Regions from separate parts of the Sus scrofa genome. Here regions 1 and 3 are each linked to region 2. Evidence: chromatin contacts called from public HiChIP or PLAC-seq data. All regions are on one chromosome and are shown on one strand. The core of a region is the stretch at or near the end of the contact, and the rest is flanking DNA. Distances in the headings are between cores, read along the strand shown.

The links. HiChIP or PLAC-seq counts read pairs in DNA pulled down with a chosen protein or histone mark.
Region 1: an H3K27ac HiChIP or PLAC-seq map of alveolar macrophages shows a contact between it and region 2. The contact joins two enhancer-like sites. A contact is called at or near these places in 2 of 2 datasets of contacts at active chromatin or transcription factors (alveolar macrophages and skeletal muscle).
Region 3: a contact with region 2 is called in an H3K27ac HiChIP or PLAC-seq map of alveolar macrophages. The contact joins two enhancer-like sites. A contact is called at or near these places in 2 of 2 datasets of contacts at active chromatin or transcription factors (alveolar macrophages and skeletal muscle).

Annotation. Positions count from the first base shown.
Region 1 is chr14:28,712,843-28,717,620 of Sscrofa11.1, forward strand. The region is part of intron 10 of NCOR2 (nuclear receptor corepressor 2); the gene reads left to right. Among named protein-coding and RNA genes, the nearest start is that of NCOR2, 72 kb to the left of the region's middle. Within about 2 kb of position 1,964, at least 2 of the 83 cell types and tissues checked have an H3K27ac peak or open chromatin away from gene starts, as enhancers often do. A contact at or near this core is called in alveolar macrophages, where this site is marked.
Region 2 is chr14:28,445,270-28,450,414 of Sscrofa11.1, forward strand. No RefSeq gene overlaps it. Among named protein-coding and RNA genes, the nearest start is that of SCARB1, 150 kb to the left of the region's middle. Within about 2 kb of position 1,407, at least 8 of the 83 cell types and tissues checked have an H3K27ac peak or open chromatin away from gene starts, as enhancers often do. A contact at or near this core is called in alveolar macrophages, where this site is marked.
Region 3 is chr14:28,749,819-28,754,721 of Sscrofa11.1, forward strand. It overlaps NCOR2 (nuclear receptor corepressor 2), which reads left to right. Exons shown (of 49, transcript NM_001044576.1): 18 at 182-244. Among named protein-coding and RNA genes, the nearest start is that of RFLNA, 89 kb to the right of the region's middle. Within about 2 kb of position 2,468, at least 18 of the 83 cell types and tissues checked have an H3K27ac peak or open chromatin away from gene starts, as enhancers often do. A contact at or near this core is called in alveolar macrophages, where this site is marked.

The sequences.
Region 1 (4,778 bases), core at 714-3,213, 270 kb after region 2:
AGAAGAGCTGGCTCAGATGGGCTTAAGCAGTAAAGGAATTTATATAACTGATAGAGTCCGAGTGGAGTTCAGGAGTGGTTTGATCAGGTTGTACTCTCAATTCTATGCATTTTTTTTTTCAGTTCTGCATATTAGTACATTCAAAAACTGGTTTCTTTTTGGAAACCAGTTTGACCCAGATGCTGGGCAAATGGGAAGCTAGGTGGGTGGCACTCTGGACCCCAGGGCCCCATGGGGTGAAAAGTGGTGGGCTTCCCAACCTTGTCTTTCTCAACTTCCTCAGACTCCCAGATTGACTGGATGGTGCTCAGAGGCATCTGGCTGGGTAGACAGGGTTCCTGAAACGGGACATCCCATCTTATTCATCGAATTAAGAAATATTTACTGAGCCCCTGCTGTGGGCCTGGTGCAGTGCTGAGCTGTGTTCAGCTGTGATAAGTGCTGTGCAGAGGGTTGGGGTTGGGGTCGGAACAGCTGGATGGGAGTGACCAGAAAGGACCATCTGGAGGTCTGAATATCAAGGAGAGGGCAGTGCATGTGCAAAGGCCCTGAGGCAGGAACCAGCCTGGAGTAACACGGGACAGAATATGGCAGGCACATCTGAAGTCAGGGCAGGAGTGAAGGGATTGTGCTTGAAAATCCTGGGAGCCAGGTCACTTAGAAACGTTTGCTCTCAGCTAGGATGGAACTCCTAGATTTTATTCTAAATACAATGGGACACTTAATTTATTCTTATAAATGTATTCTCAATGAGGAATACAAAGTCTTTAATAGAAGAATTCTTAGTTATCCAGAAAATTTGACAGTCAGTCAGGAAATTGGACAGCAGAATACAATGAATGTGTATATGTGCCATGATCTAGAATCCATCATGGTTGACATTTCTTTATATTAGCTCTGTGTGTGTGTGTGTACGCATGGGTGTGTGAATGTTTTTGTGTTGAACCGTTAGAAAGGAGGTGCAGACACCCAGACCTTCACCCCACTGCTTCCCTGTCTCTCCTGGAGCAAGGAACTTCTCTCATTATCACACCCCAAATTCCAGTCTTTCCACAGAGGTTCTGCCTGGGCCTGGGGCTCCTCTGGGGTGGGAGGAAGGCCATGCAATTTACATTTTACAAGGGATTTACATTTTACAAGGGTCCTGGCAGCTGGTGGGCTGGTGGAGTTGGGTAGGCGAGTTCTTAAGAAGTCTCCCACTGCCCCTTGGGGGTCCCTCGAGGGGGTGGAGGGGGAATGGGCTTACGTAAAGATAGAGGAACTGGAGTCTTCTAAGAAATTCTGGGTGGCTTTGTGGCCAACTTGAGCCTACCTTAAGAGAGGCCCTTGTGAAAATGAGTTTGGAAACCGCAGAAGCTGAGACAGGAGGTATCTGGAATGATGTTGTCCTTGTTCTTATATAATAAGCCTGAAGCCCCATGCATCGTGTCAGCCAGGACCGGGTGGGGGCTTGATCAAGACGGCCCCCTTAGCTCAGCATGCCCCCTGCCCCCACCGTGAGTCTGCTTGGCTCACTCCTTCGAGGTTCCTAGGACCTTGAGTAAGCTGCCCACGCTCTCCCCGCACGCCTGCTCTGCCCACAGAGCTGAGGCTCTTCCCCCAGAGGGGTGCTCAACCTCTGCCAGTGCTGCCTGTCTTTCCCTGAGAAACTGAGCTCACTCCCTGCCCCCTACTCCTGGAAGCCAGATTGTGTGTGTGTGTGTGTTGGTGGGGGTGGGGGTACTAGGCTGAGTCACAGATGAACAAGTTCAAACCCCACCCATCATACCCGCTGTGTGTCATCTTGGGAGAGCTGTCTTACCCCAAGCCTCGATTATCCTCATCTGTGAAATGGGGTCATGGCGAGGCTGCAGGAAGGGTGAGTGCAGTGCCTGGCACAGGGAGCCTGTGTGATTGATGGTGGCCTTGCAGGATGGATCAGTCAGGGGCTGAGCTCAGCGTGGACGGTGGATGTATTCATTTCCTGAAACTGCTGCAACAAATGACCACAAACTCGGTGCCTTCAAACATCAGAAACTCATCCTCTCTCACTATTCTGGAGGCCAGAAGTTCATGATCAAGATGTGGGCGGGGCTGCGCTCTCTCCAGAGGCTTCCTGCCTCTCTCTTCGAGCTCCTGGCGGCTCCAGGCGGTTCTTAGCTAAGGCCTCATGACTCCCTTCTCTGCCTCCATCACCACCTGGCCTCTCCCCTCTCTTCCCTCACATGGACGTCTGTCATTGGATCTAGAGGTCACCCTAATCCAGGATGACCTCATCTCAAGACGCTTAACTTTATTGCACTGAAAACACCTTTTGTTCAAAAAAGGTCACATTTATAGATTCTTGGGGTTAGGATGTGGAGACATCTTTTGAGGGGAGGGTCACGATCGAACCCACTAGAGTGGATATTGGCGTGTTTTCAGCATAATCTGCTTTTTTTCTTTCTCCTGTCCCCTCTGTCCTTTTTATCAATTTCTTTTTTAGAGACAGCTAAGGGTTTGCTCACTCCTCTCATATCCCCCACACCTCTGAGCTTCTTATTTTTCGTCCTCACACACAGAGTAGAGTTGTACCCCAGCTTCCAGAATTAGAACAAATAATAACTCAAAATAAATCAAAGGCCCCAAAGCAAGAGCTAAAGCCATACAGTTCCTAGAAAAAAAACCCATACAGGTGAATCTTTAGGACCTTGGATTTGGCAGTGGATCTTGGGTGTGACACCAAAAGCATGAGCAGCAGGAGAAAAAGTAGACACCCTAGACTTTATGAGAATAACCATCAGGATCTTGACCTCCTTGTCGCTGACTGCATGACCTCAGGCGACAGGCTGTTGGCCCTAAGCTCTGAGCTCCCGCCTGTACAAAGGGGATGGTAGTCATAGCTTTTTGGGGTTTGGGACAGTGAGTCCGCTGGAAGGAATCGGTTTTCTGCCAGGCATGTGACGTGGTCGTGCTTAGCCAGCGTCAGCCGTGGTATGATGGTGGTGATGGTGAAGAAGAACGGGACGATGCTTTGATGATGGTGGTGATGACAGCGATGATGAAGAAGAAGATGAGGAGAGTGATGATGGTGGGGATGGTGAGGAATTCCCACCGAGGAGTTCCTGGCATGGCGCAGCGGAAACGAATCCAACTAGGAACCATGAGGTTGCGGGTTCGATCCCTGGCCTCGCTCAGTGGGTTAAGGATCTGGCGTTGCTATGGCTGTGGTGTAGGCCAGCAGCGGTAGCTCCCATTTGACCCCTGGCCTGGGAGCTTCCATATGCTGCGAGTGCAGCCCTAAAAAGCAAAAAAAAAAAACTCACTGAGAGTGAGCAAGAGGCTGAGGGTGACTTGTCGTCACAACACACACAGACTGTGGTCTTAGGGGCCCATGCTCCTTTTCCTCTCAGGTTCTTGCTCCCAGCATCCCACAGACTTGCTTGGTGGTATTTCAGCCTCTGAAGTGTGAGTGTGAGAATGTACGTGTGTGAGTTTATGAGTGTGTATTGTGAATCTGAGAATATTAGTGTGTGTATTTGGCATGTGAGTGCATGTGTGTGTAAGGGAGTATGTGTGAACGTGTACACATGTTTATGTGTGTATGTGTATAAGTGCATGCGTGTATGTGAGTGTGTGATCTGCTTCCTCCCCTGGCCAGTGGGGCCACCCATGCGCCTGTGTGTTTGTGTGTCAGTGTGAGTGTGTATGCGTAAGGGGGTACGTGTGTATGTGCACATGTGTATGTGTGAGGATGTGTCTGTATGTATGTGTGTATGTGTAAGTGCACGTGCGTGTGTCTGATTGTGCAGTCTGCTTTCTCTCCTGTCCAGCGGGGCTGCCCGTGTGGAACCCCCCTGATCAGGGTCAGTGCTGCCCCAGGAAGGGCCAAAGCCACTGCTGTGCACTGTCCCGAGGAGCCCAGTACCCTCCGCCTTCAGTGGACAGAGAGCACATCAGCACACAGGCCACAGCAGGTGGCACTGTGGTTAGACATGGAGGGGGACTTCCTCATCCTGAGAGGTCCTCCGGAGCTGCTCTCATCCTTACAGGTGGTGCTTGGGGCTGGGCAGTGTGACTGGATGTCATCCCCTCATGGCCGTTCCTGCTGTGTCCCTTTGCTCCATGAGGGCCCAGGCAGGGCTGGATCGTCTTGTCGGCCACCTTACCTGCCCTCCACTGGTGGAGCTGCTTAGTGGCCCTGGGGGTTTCTTACTCGTCTTCACCAGGAACTGCATTGTTTTCTCTGGCCCATTTTGGTGGACATCTTCTCACCTTTTCCTCGTCTGACGTATTGCTCTCTGCTCTCAGACCGGGGCCTCTCTGGCCAGGCTGAGAGAGTGGAGAGGGTCCCCTGCTCTGGTGGTGGGCTGGACTGTGTGTCTTTCATGCTGATTCCCACCCCGGGGGTGCTGGCCTCAGCACACGGCCACGAACCCGTGTGGCTGTTGTCTGCTACTTGAACTTGATCTCCCAAGTGCGGTTTTTGGAGCAGCACACATCCGTGTGGGGCCCCCAGGAGCTGGGGGTCAAGTTCTGCTCCTCCTCAATGTGGGCCTGACAGCCCTTTGGGGTCATCACGCTGCTGGGTTTGTTGAGGACCAAAGTCACAGGTGGCCTTGGTCAGAAGCTGAAAAACGGGGTGGGGTAGGGGGTGTTGGGCATGAGGACCAGAGACGGGTTTTCTGATTATGCTGAAGCATCAAGAAGGCATTCAGGCGAGACTCCCAGACCACGCCATCTGTCCATGGCAGCTGTTAGAGACAGGGAGACGGGGGTCTCATGGGCGGCCGGATGCTCCCTGTCTGCTCCAGGTGCTC
Region 2 (5,145 bases), core at 157-2,656:
CCCCCTCTCCATCCACTCCAGCCCTCACAGCCTCTGCCCTGCTTCCAGAACCCACCAGGCATACTCCTTCCGCAAGACCTTTGCACTGTCTATTCCTGCTCCCCTAGATCCAAACATGGCTCAAACCCCCTGCTGCCTTCAAGTCTTTGCCCAAATGTCACCTCCACAGAGAGGCCTGCCCAGATTTCTTCTCTGTCTCCAAGGACTCCAGACTTCTCTTCAGTCTTGTCTTTTGCTTGATTTCTTGTTAGCCCCAGCCTCCCTTGGTTATGTACATGCAAATGACAACGTGGATGACTCTCAGAACAATTATGCTAAATGAAAGAAGTTAGGGGAATTCCTTAGGTGGTCTTGGGTTAGGATTCGGTATTTTTACTGCTGCTGCCCAGGTTCCATCCCTGGTCTGAGAACTGAGATCCCGCACCAAGCTGCTGCACAAAGTTAGACACAAAAGGAGGACCTACTGTGTGATTCCGTTTAGATGAAATGATTCCTTTAAAAAAAAAAAAAAGAAAAAGAAATGATTCCTTTTATATACATTTTAATGGGCTCTCTGCTGCCTTGCCCCAAACAATAGCTACATATGGCCATTGGAGCACCTGAAATGTGGCCGGTGAGACTACAGAATGGAAATTTAAATTTCCTTTTATTTTAATCAATTTAAATGTAAAATGAAAAAACCCAGCTGGTTGCAACAGACGTGGATGCAAATATTAAAGTGAAAGGATTTTTGGATAGTGCTTGGAAGACTTTGAAGTCTCTGCGGAACCTCCTGGGTAGGTTCATCTACCTTTTCTAACTTGTTGATTTTGTGAAACCAAAATGCTGATCAAGTGTTTCTGATGGGAACTGACCCCCACATGAGGATGAGCTGTCAGCGTAGAGTACAGTGGATTTCAAAGCGTTCATCTGAAAAAAAAGGAACCTAAATATCTCGCTGATAATTTTTCATGTGGATTCAATGCTGAAAAAATAATATTTTGGATCAATTAGGTTAAATAAAATATCAAACAATTTCATCTGGTTTTCTTTTCTTTCATTCTTTTTCTTTTTCTTTTTTTGGCTGTGCCCACAGCATGTAGAAATTCCCAGGCCATGGATCTAACCCACACCACAGCAGCAACCAGAGCAGCTACAGAGATACTGTGGGATCCTTCGCCCTCTGCGCTATCAGGGAATTCTTTTTTCTTCTTCTTTTTCTTCTTCTTCTTTTTTTTTTTTTTTTAATGTGGCTACAGGAAATTTTCAGTTCTGCACGTGGCTGGCTTCTGTTTCCCGGGGACACAGCTGCTTTGGAGTGCCAGCTCCATGAAAGCCGGTTTCTGGGCTCACTCTTTATCATCAGCTTCTAGAACCTGGCTGCCATGTGTTCTGGGTCCCTGTCTCCCCTAGTGGAAGGGTTCATCCTTGGTTTGCTGACCGTGGGCATCTGTCCTCAGAACCAGGGCATTCCCGGCCCAAGAGCAGCTGCTGGAGGGTGCGGGCAGGATGACTCAGTTCCTGCGCTGGGAAGGGGAACTTGGGCGTCTGCTGAGACCTTGTCCCCATGGCTTCTCCCCCGTCGTGTTTGCCAAACGCCTTTCTCCCTTTGCCCACCCCCGGATGGCCACGGCTGGGCTGCTGGGACGCCTCCCCGTTGGCTGTGGAAATGGTTTGCATCATTTTGTACCCGAGGCCCTGGGGGCATCTGAAGTTCAGATCCACTGGAAGGAAATCAGCCTGTGCCTTGTTCTCTCCACAAAACAAGAATCAATACAGCATGAATTCAGAGGACACCACCTCTTTCAAATGCCTCTGAGCAGGGATCGCCAGAATCCCGAGTAAGGGGGTGGGGGTGGGAGTGGGGTCATAAATGGGCCACTGGGTGGAGGAGGGTTTGTGTGCAATGGCTTTTTTTCCCCTAAGCATTTAAACAAATTATGGTAAAAGAGACATAAAATTTACCCTTTCCACCCTCTTTTAGTGTACAGTTGAGTGGCATTAAGTTACAGTGACATTGTTGGTCCCTTTGGTCTCCAACACTTTTTTGTCTTACTCAACTCACTGGCTTTTCAGATGTGGGGAAGGCAGGGGGTGCCCTGGGGGAGAGGCCGGTATGGGAAGATCATGGGAAAAAGCAGGTGTCCCAGCCCAGACTGGATTTCCTCTTGGCATCTCTCTGGGAGCATGACTTCAGGAAATGTAGGCACAGTCACAGAAGGGTCATTCCAGAAGGTTTGCATAAAGGGGTTATTTGCAAAGGCTTGGGCAGGCCTGGGGGAAATCCTGGGCTAGAAATGGAGGAGCTGCTGTCACCTGGGGCTGGAAAGGAGGAGTTTCAGAAACCAGTAGGAGAAAAGACGTAGCATCTTCGGCTGTCAGAAGTGGGCATGACGCCCCTCAATGGAAGGAGACAACCAGCCCTGGGGAGCCATTGACCTCACTCTCCCCCAGAGTCCTGCAGGGGCTCCTTATGGGCCAAGTCTATCCAGAAAGCAGAGGGCAGTGGGCTGTGGGTTGTGTGGATCAGCCTCCAGGCAGAGAGCTTGAGGCAGGAAGGAGGAGAGAGATGTCAGCAAACGGAAGATACCTGCACACAGGGTCCGATTCATTTCCCAACATAATGAACACCTGTTCCTGTCTTCCCAGAGCCTGTGTCTCCTCCTCCTGGCAGCAGCCCTATTTATCATCTGGGCATCATTCTTCCATTCTCAGCCCAAAGATGGTGCATCCCCAACTCCAGGGAGGATGATTCTGTTCTAAACGGACTGGCTTATTGCATTCCTCTAGCTTCTGTGATTGGTTCACGATGGCCATTTAAGGCTCATCTGGTGATTTGGCTGCGGGGGCTGTGGGGATGCTGAAGGGGCATCTCTTTCCTGTTAGGTCCTGACCTGGGGGATGTAGCATAAAATTCCTGGCAGCCATTTTGCTACCATGTGGCATCTGTGCATGAAGCCAGCATGGAGAGGGAGAGAGAAATAGAGGGAGAGAGACATTTAGGCCTGATGACAGTATCTAAGCCCCTGGATCCAGCTATGCCTGAAGCTGAAACTATTTCTGGAATTTTAGTTACTTGAGCCAAGAAATTCCCTTTTTGATTCAGCTGGTTTGATTTGCATTGGCTTGCAAGAATTCCTGACATTATCAGTTTTTTCTTTTCTTCTTTTTCATTCTAAGCAAGCCCCAGCTCTGGTTCTGGCAGTCTCAAGGATTTTTTTTTTTTTAAGTTCAGCAAGAATGCTGAGCAAGCGACAGATGTGGAGAGCACCGAGCCATCTTCTGCCTATGATCTTTTGGGTCAGCATTATCTCAGCAGAGAGTGGCAAGAGGCCTGAAAAGGGTGCGGTCCCTCAGGGCCCATCCAGCCAAGCTGGATGTGGCACAGTCAAGGCGAAACCCATTCACCTCTGGCCTGGTATCGGGCACTCTGGGGAAGTGATGGGGGAGCCCTGTGGTTAGAACACTGGCTCTAGGTTGGTTAGCTATCAGCTCTGCTTCCAAGTAGTTGTGTAGTCCTGAGCAACAAGCATCACCAGGCAGAACCTCAGTTTCTGTCTTTGCAAAATGGGCTGACATGGGAGAGGAAGGAGGTAGGGCCCCGAGAGGCAGTGGAGTGCCAGGGTTAAGGCCCCAGATCTCTAGGCTGGAGGTCCAGCTCTGCCGCATCTTAGCCGAGGAACCTGGGTGTGGCACTCCATTTTTCTGTGCCTTGGTTTCATCACCTGGAACGCCGGGATCATAATAGCACCTTGTCCCTTAATGGACTCTTGCTGGAGACAAAGCCCTTCAGAGAGCACCCGGGACGTGGCGAAAACAACTGCTGTTTTTACCCACAGCCTGGTAGTCGATGATAACATGGGCAGGTTTCACAATCTCTCATACTCATTTCTGGCCATTCTCTGCAAAACCTCACTGGGCCCTCCCGCTGTGTCTGAAGGCCATTTGCCCCTTACTTGGGGCCCAGCATTCACCAAGTCACTTGACCTCAACATGCCCCAATGTCCTCATCTGCAAAATGGAGAATGAACTGATTTCACAGGCTTCTTGTCGGGAAGAATTAAATGAGAAATTTCTGTTCCGGGCTTAGAATAGTAAGCACAAGGGCTCAATAGATAGGAACCATTACTGATAACGGTTTTCTATTCCCAGCAAATCTCAGGGGGACAATACCGGAGGCGCGTGCTAGGGGAATAGGCACCAGAGCCCAGGCGGCCAGTTCCTTCATCTCATGCTAGAATTGTAAGGAAAATAAAAAATTTAAAAAAATATACATTTGTAGTTCTTCTCTTCTTTTTTTTTTTTTTTTTTTGGTCTTTTTCTTAAGGCTACACTCACGGCATATGGAAGTTCCCAGGCTAGGGGTCACATCAGAGCTGCAGCTGCCAGCCTACACCACAGCCACAGCAACACTAGATCCAAGCCCAGTCTGTGACCTACACTGCAGCTCACAGCAACACTGGATCCTTAACCCACTGAGCAGGGTCAGAGATCGAACCAACGTCCTCATGGATACTAGTTGGGTTCATTACTGCTGAGCCATGAGGGGAACTCCTGTATTTGCAGTTCTTAAAAGAAAATGGAGATGGGTGGAATTTCGCCCCAGGGACATTTTCAGAGGAAAGAAAACATCAACTTGGCCCCCATGTTAGCCCCTGCCCTTGTTCCTTAAGGTAGTCCCTTAAGATCATTCAACTCCTTGGTTTAAGAGGTCATAGGGGGCCAGGCTTTGGTGTTTCTAACTTGTATCTGCCTCCCAGGCTGACGGTATCAACTGGGGGACCTTAGGGCAAGGCACTAGAATAAGCCTCAATGTCCTCATCTGGAAAATGGGGATAATTTTACCTACCCTACAATGTCATGGTGTGCGTCAGAGCAGTGTTTCTCAAAGGCGTTGAAATGGTTCCTCCCCATGCTGGACTTATCAGTGCCTTTAATAGGCCCAACGTGCATCTCTAAGCAGAGCTGCAGTTTCCATGGAATCCCTTTTTCAAAGAGCATCTTTGTGCTTCAAGTATGCTGCAGAGCACCCTGGATCAGCAATGTGAAAGGCACTCAGAGAAAAGAGTCTATTGCAATGATTACATCACCTGACCTTCACCTTCCCAGTTACATTTATGAGGGAACAGCTATTTTGCATGGCTACAAAGAAGATAAAAGGCAACA
Region 3 (4,903 bases), core at 1,218-3,717, 310 kb after region 2:
GCCACCCCCGTCCCAGCCAAGTGCCTGCAGAGGCAGCTGACAGTCCAGGCCCTGGGCTGCCTTGGTTTCCCCATCTGTAAAATGGGGCGACTGCACACCCCCAGCCCAGCAGGTGTCCCCGGAGGCAGAGAAAACGCGTCACTCCGGGCTGCCGCCAACACGTCCCTGTCTCCCTTTTCAGCCTCCATGGAGATGAACGAGAGTTCTCGCTGGACCGAGGAAGAGATGGAAACAGCCAAGAAAGGTGAGGGGTTTCTGGCTGTTCTGATCGCCCTCTGGGTCCTGCCGCTCGTGTAGGGGGAGAAGGTTGACACGCGTGTCCTTGAACGGGGGCTGTGGTGTGTCTGCGGGGGTGGGCTCTGCGCATTTGCCGAGTCTCCTTGGAACCTCAGTTTTGTCCTCCAGAAAACGGGTCTGTGTGGCAGTGTTGTCAGTGGACAGCTTCCGTGACCTCTGGGGTCAGCACATGGTAGCCCCGTAGACGAAGTGGCCGTGGCACACTTGGGTGCTTTGTGGGAAGGTGCAGAGCCTGCTGGTGGGTTCACGGTATCCCCTTGTCCCCCCTCAGCTGCACCATCTACCCGGGGGTGGCTGGTGGCTGGTGGCCGGTGGCCCTGTGCTGTGGTGATGACCCCACATTCTCCGTAGATGCCTCTAGCACATTTGTTGTTCATTGGAGCCAGAAGGGCTGGGCCCTTGACCGCCCTACTCAGTGACCTGTCTCTGGGCCTCGGTTTCCCCATCTGTGAAATGGGAGGGGTGTGCAAGCTGGCCGAGAGGAACCAGAGATAACAGGCACTGGGGTGCTGAGGATGGGCCTGGCACCACTGGGGCTGTGTCTGTGTTTGTCCCCCACTTCCATCTCTGGGAGATGCTCCAGCCGCCCCTCCCTCGCCTATGCCCAGGGCAGGGGCCGTCAGGCCAGCTCAGCACCGACAGGCTCGGGATGGAGTGGCTGGCATCCGAGCCCATTTGGCCTGATGGCTTTCATTGATCTGGACCCCAGCCCTGAGAGGTGGCTTGCTTCTGGCCGTCTCGTGGACAAGACAGGGAGGAGCAGAGGCTGAGGGTGGCCCAAGTCCTAGAGCTGGTGGCCTCCTGGCTCTTGTCCCCAAGGTCCTGCTGAGGCCCCACTGCTGACGTGCAGCTTCTTTGTGTCCAGAGCTCCAGGTTGTAACTCGGAGAGAACAAAAGGCCTTTTTAATGAAGGACCCAGGTGCATGGGGACAGTGGGGCCTGGAGGCTGAGACCCTGGACCAGGGGCTGCCTGCCCTGCCCCCACCCTCCACCCCAGGAGGGGCCTGAGCGTCTGAGCAGGAGCAGCCGCAGACTGGATCAGGGCCCCCACCTGAGACCTGGCCCTTCCCTCGGGGCCCCTGTCTGGACACCCTGCCCCTCGGAATCTCCCAACCTCTTTCCTCCAAGCTCCCAGCCATTGGGCGAGGTGGGCCTGGAGGAAGGACCCTGCTGGACCCTTAGCATCCTCCACAAGGGGAGGAGCTGCTTGCTTCTGGCAGCTGAGGGCCTGTTCTCAGCGGTCAGAGGGGCGTTGATGGGGCCTGTGGGTACAGGGGCTGCTGTTAGCCCCCTAAGGGGCCCTGTCGTCCTTTCTTCTGTTTTCTGTGTCCACTTTGTGGTTTCTGGTACAGATTTCGCCCGGGGATGCAAAAGAGGCTTTATTGAAATTGTGTGATTGTTTTTTTCCTCCCTTTAATTTTGGTGATTACCAAACACACAAAACACGAAATCTACCATTTTAACCATTTTCAAGTGTACAATTCAGTGGCATTAATTGCGTTCACAGTGTTGTACAACCATCACCACTGTCTAGTCCCAGAGCTTTTCACCACCCCGAACGGAAACCCCATACCCATTAGCAGTCACTCTCATTTCCCCAAGCCCTGCCAACCTCTGGCACCCACCAGTCTGCTTTCCGTCTCTATGGTTCTGCCGTTTTGGGACTTTTGTGTGAATTAGATCATGCGTCTGCCCTTGGGTGTCTGGCTGCTCTCAGCATCATTCTGTCCAGGTGCCTCCCTGCTGTAGCCTGTGTCAGTGCTCCATTCCTTTTTATGACTAAGTCATATTCCACTATGTGAACGTACCACACTCTGTTTATCCAGTGGTTAATGGGCACTGAGGTTGTTTCCACCTCTCAGCTGTTGTGAATGATGCTGCTGCAAACATCTGTGTAGAATTGCATGTTTTTTGGGTTTTTTTTTAACCACATGTGAGACTCTGGGATCTCAGCCATGGGCGGTGTTATTGCCCAGGGACCCACCCACCAGCGGAGTGAGGGGCTCCACACGCCTGCCCCGGGACTGCCAGCCTGTGCTGCGTCCCCTGTCGTCATGGCAGCCCCGTCACCAGCTCCTTCCCTGTTGCCTGGGAACCGGGAGCTGGCTGAGTCACAGGCTGCCCTCTCTCTCCCTTTCGGAAGGGCAGACCCAGGGGCTGGGAGGATGAGTCACCGGTGCGACGGGAGCGCACCCCACCGTCTCAAGGTTGGGTCCTCAGCAGCAGTAGTGAGCTCATCCTGAGTCCTGCCCACGGAGACGGCAGTGCATGAGGCCCCTGGGAATGGTGAGCACCAAGGCCCTGCTCAGTGACATTTGTGATAATGTGATGAGCGCCAGCGTGCTCGTCCGCCGTGAATTACAGCAATCTGGACAATTACCGCTCAGGGTGGCTGCTAATGGCTGTGCGTTCCAGGCGGCGGGAGGAGGTCGGGGCGGGGAGGCAGGTGCTGGCAGCTCCCAGAGACTCCCATCTCCACAGCGGGCAGGGGTGGGAAGGCTAGGAATGTTCCAGTGCCCCCAGCCCTTGGAAACTCAGAAAGTACCCAAGAACCAGCTGTGCCCGAGGCGGATGGCATCCAGCCATCCTCTCGGTTTTCATTGTCCTTGATGCAGTGCCTCACCATGTACAGGACAGGGGTACCCAGAGATGTGCAGGCCCTGGTCCCTCTCTCATGGAGCCCCTGACGGGAGCGGCCGGGTATCCCCAGGGCCTTGGGACCTCTGAGCCTGCCCCAGGCATCCTGAAGGACTTCCAATAGCATGCCCTAAAGGATGAGCTGCAGAGGGTCTCCCATCCCCAGAGAGAAGCTGGACCTCAGCCTCTGGACCTTTTAGCTCTGTGACCCCAGGCAAGCCAGTCAACCTCTCTGTGCTTCAATTTCCTCATCTGCACAATGGGAACTAGAGTATCGCCCACAATATTAGTTTCCTGGGGCTGCTGTAACCAAGTGCAAACTTGGTTGGCTTAAGAACAACAGAAATAGGAGTTTCCCATTGCGGCCTAGCGGTAACAAATCCGGCTAATATCCATGAGGATGTGGTTCGATCCCTGGCGTCGCTCAGTGGGTTAAGGATCTGGCGTTGCTGAGAGCTGTGGTGTAGGTCACAGTCGTGGCTTGGATCTGGTGTTGCTGTGGCTGTGGCGCAGGCTCTAGCTGCTGCTCTGATTTGACCCCTAGCCTGGGAACTTCCATATGCTGCATGTGCTGCCCTAAAAAGCAAAAGAAAAAAGAAAGAAAAAGAAAAAAGAACAACAGAAATGTATGCTCCCTGTTCTGGAGTCCATGTGTCTGAAATCAAGGTGTCAGCAGGGCTCTGCTCCTTCCGAAGTCTCCAGGGGAGGCTCCTGCCTGCCCCCCTCCCCCCCAGCCTCTGGTGTTGCTGGCAGTCGTCAGCGTTCCTGGGCTCCTAGACATTCCAACCTCTGCCTTCTTCTCCACATGGCTGTCTTCCCTCTGTGTGGCTCTGTCCAAATTTTCCTCTTCTTATAAGGACCCACCCTAATCCGGTATGACCTCATCTTAACTTGATCACATCTATAAAGACTTTTTCCAAATAAGGTCACATTTGCAGGTTACAGGTGGATGGACGTGAAATCTGGGTGGTGATGGGGGAACACTCTTTAATCCCTTACAACCACCTTTGGGGGATTTTGGTGAAAGAAAACAGATGTGCTTATTAGGAGGGTCTAAGACACACGGCGATCGCTGCCGCTGTTTGTAGTGGTAACCAGCTCCTTAGCCTCGTGACCTTGGCCTGGCCCATCGCTTTCTTGGCCTGTCTCCCTTTGTCCTCCAAAACGAAGCTAGGGTGCCTCGCTGCAGGATGTCCAAAGCGGGGCACGAGCCACATTGGTGCCTTCCCTGGCGTAACAGTAGGTGCACAGATGTGGCAGGCCTGCAGTTTAGCACACAGACTCTGGAGCCTTTCTTCCTGGGTTTGAGAGCTGGCTGTGCCCCTCAGGGGTGTGTGACGCTGGGCAAGTGCCCACACCTTGGCCCCTCACCTGCACAGAAGGGAGGTGGGCTGGAGGTGAGTGGCTTGCTTGCAGCTATCAAGTGACATTGGGAGGTGGTTTCACAGAGCTGGGGGAAAGGCCCCTGGGCTGACATCTGAAACACAAAATATTAAGTAATACCATCAGAAGTTCCCACTGTGGCTTAGCAGGTTATAAACCTGACTAGTATCCATGAGGATGCAGGTTCAATCCCTGGCCTCGCTCAGTGGGTTAAGGATCCAGTGTTGCCGCAAGCTGTGGCGTAGGATCTGACGTGGCTCAGATCTGACCTTGCTGTGGCTGTGGTATAGGCTGGCAGCTGCAGCTCCTATCCAACCCTAACCTGGGAACCTCCAAATGCCGCAGGCGTGGCCCTAAAAAGCAAAAAAGAAAACAAAAAATAATACCATCAAAGTACTTGTTAGTACTTGCAGGTGCCAGCTAGTGCTAAAGGCGTTGTGTGTGTTAAGCCACTTCATCCCTACCAAGTTTATGAAGCAGATGCTATTACTAGTTTCTTTATCCAAAGGGCGAAACTGAGACTCAGAGAGGTTACACAGCTGTTAGGGGTTGGAGCTGGGATTTGAACCTAGGCACTCTAGTTACA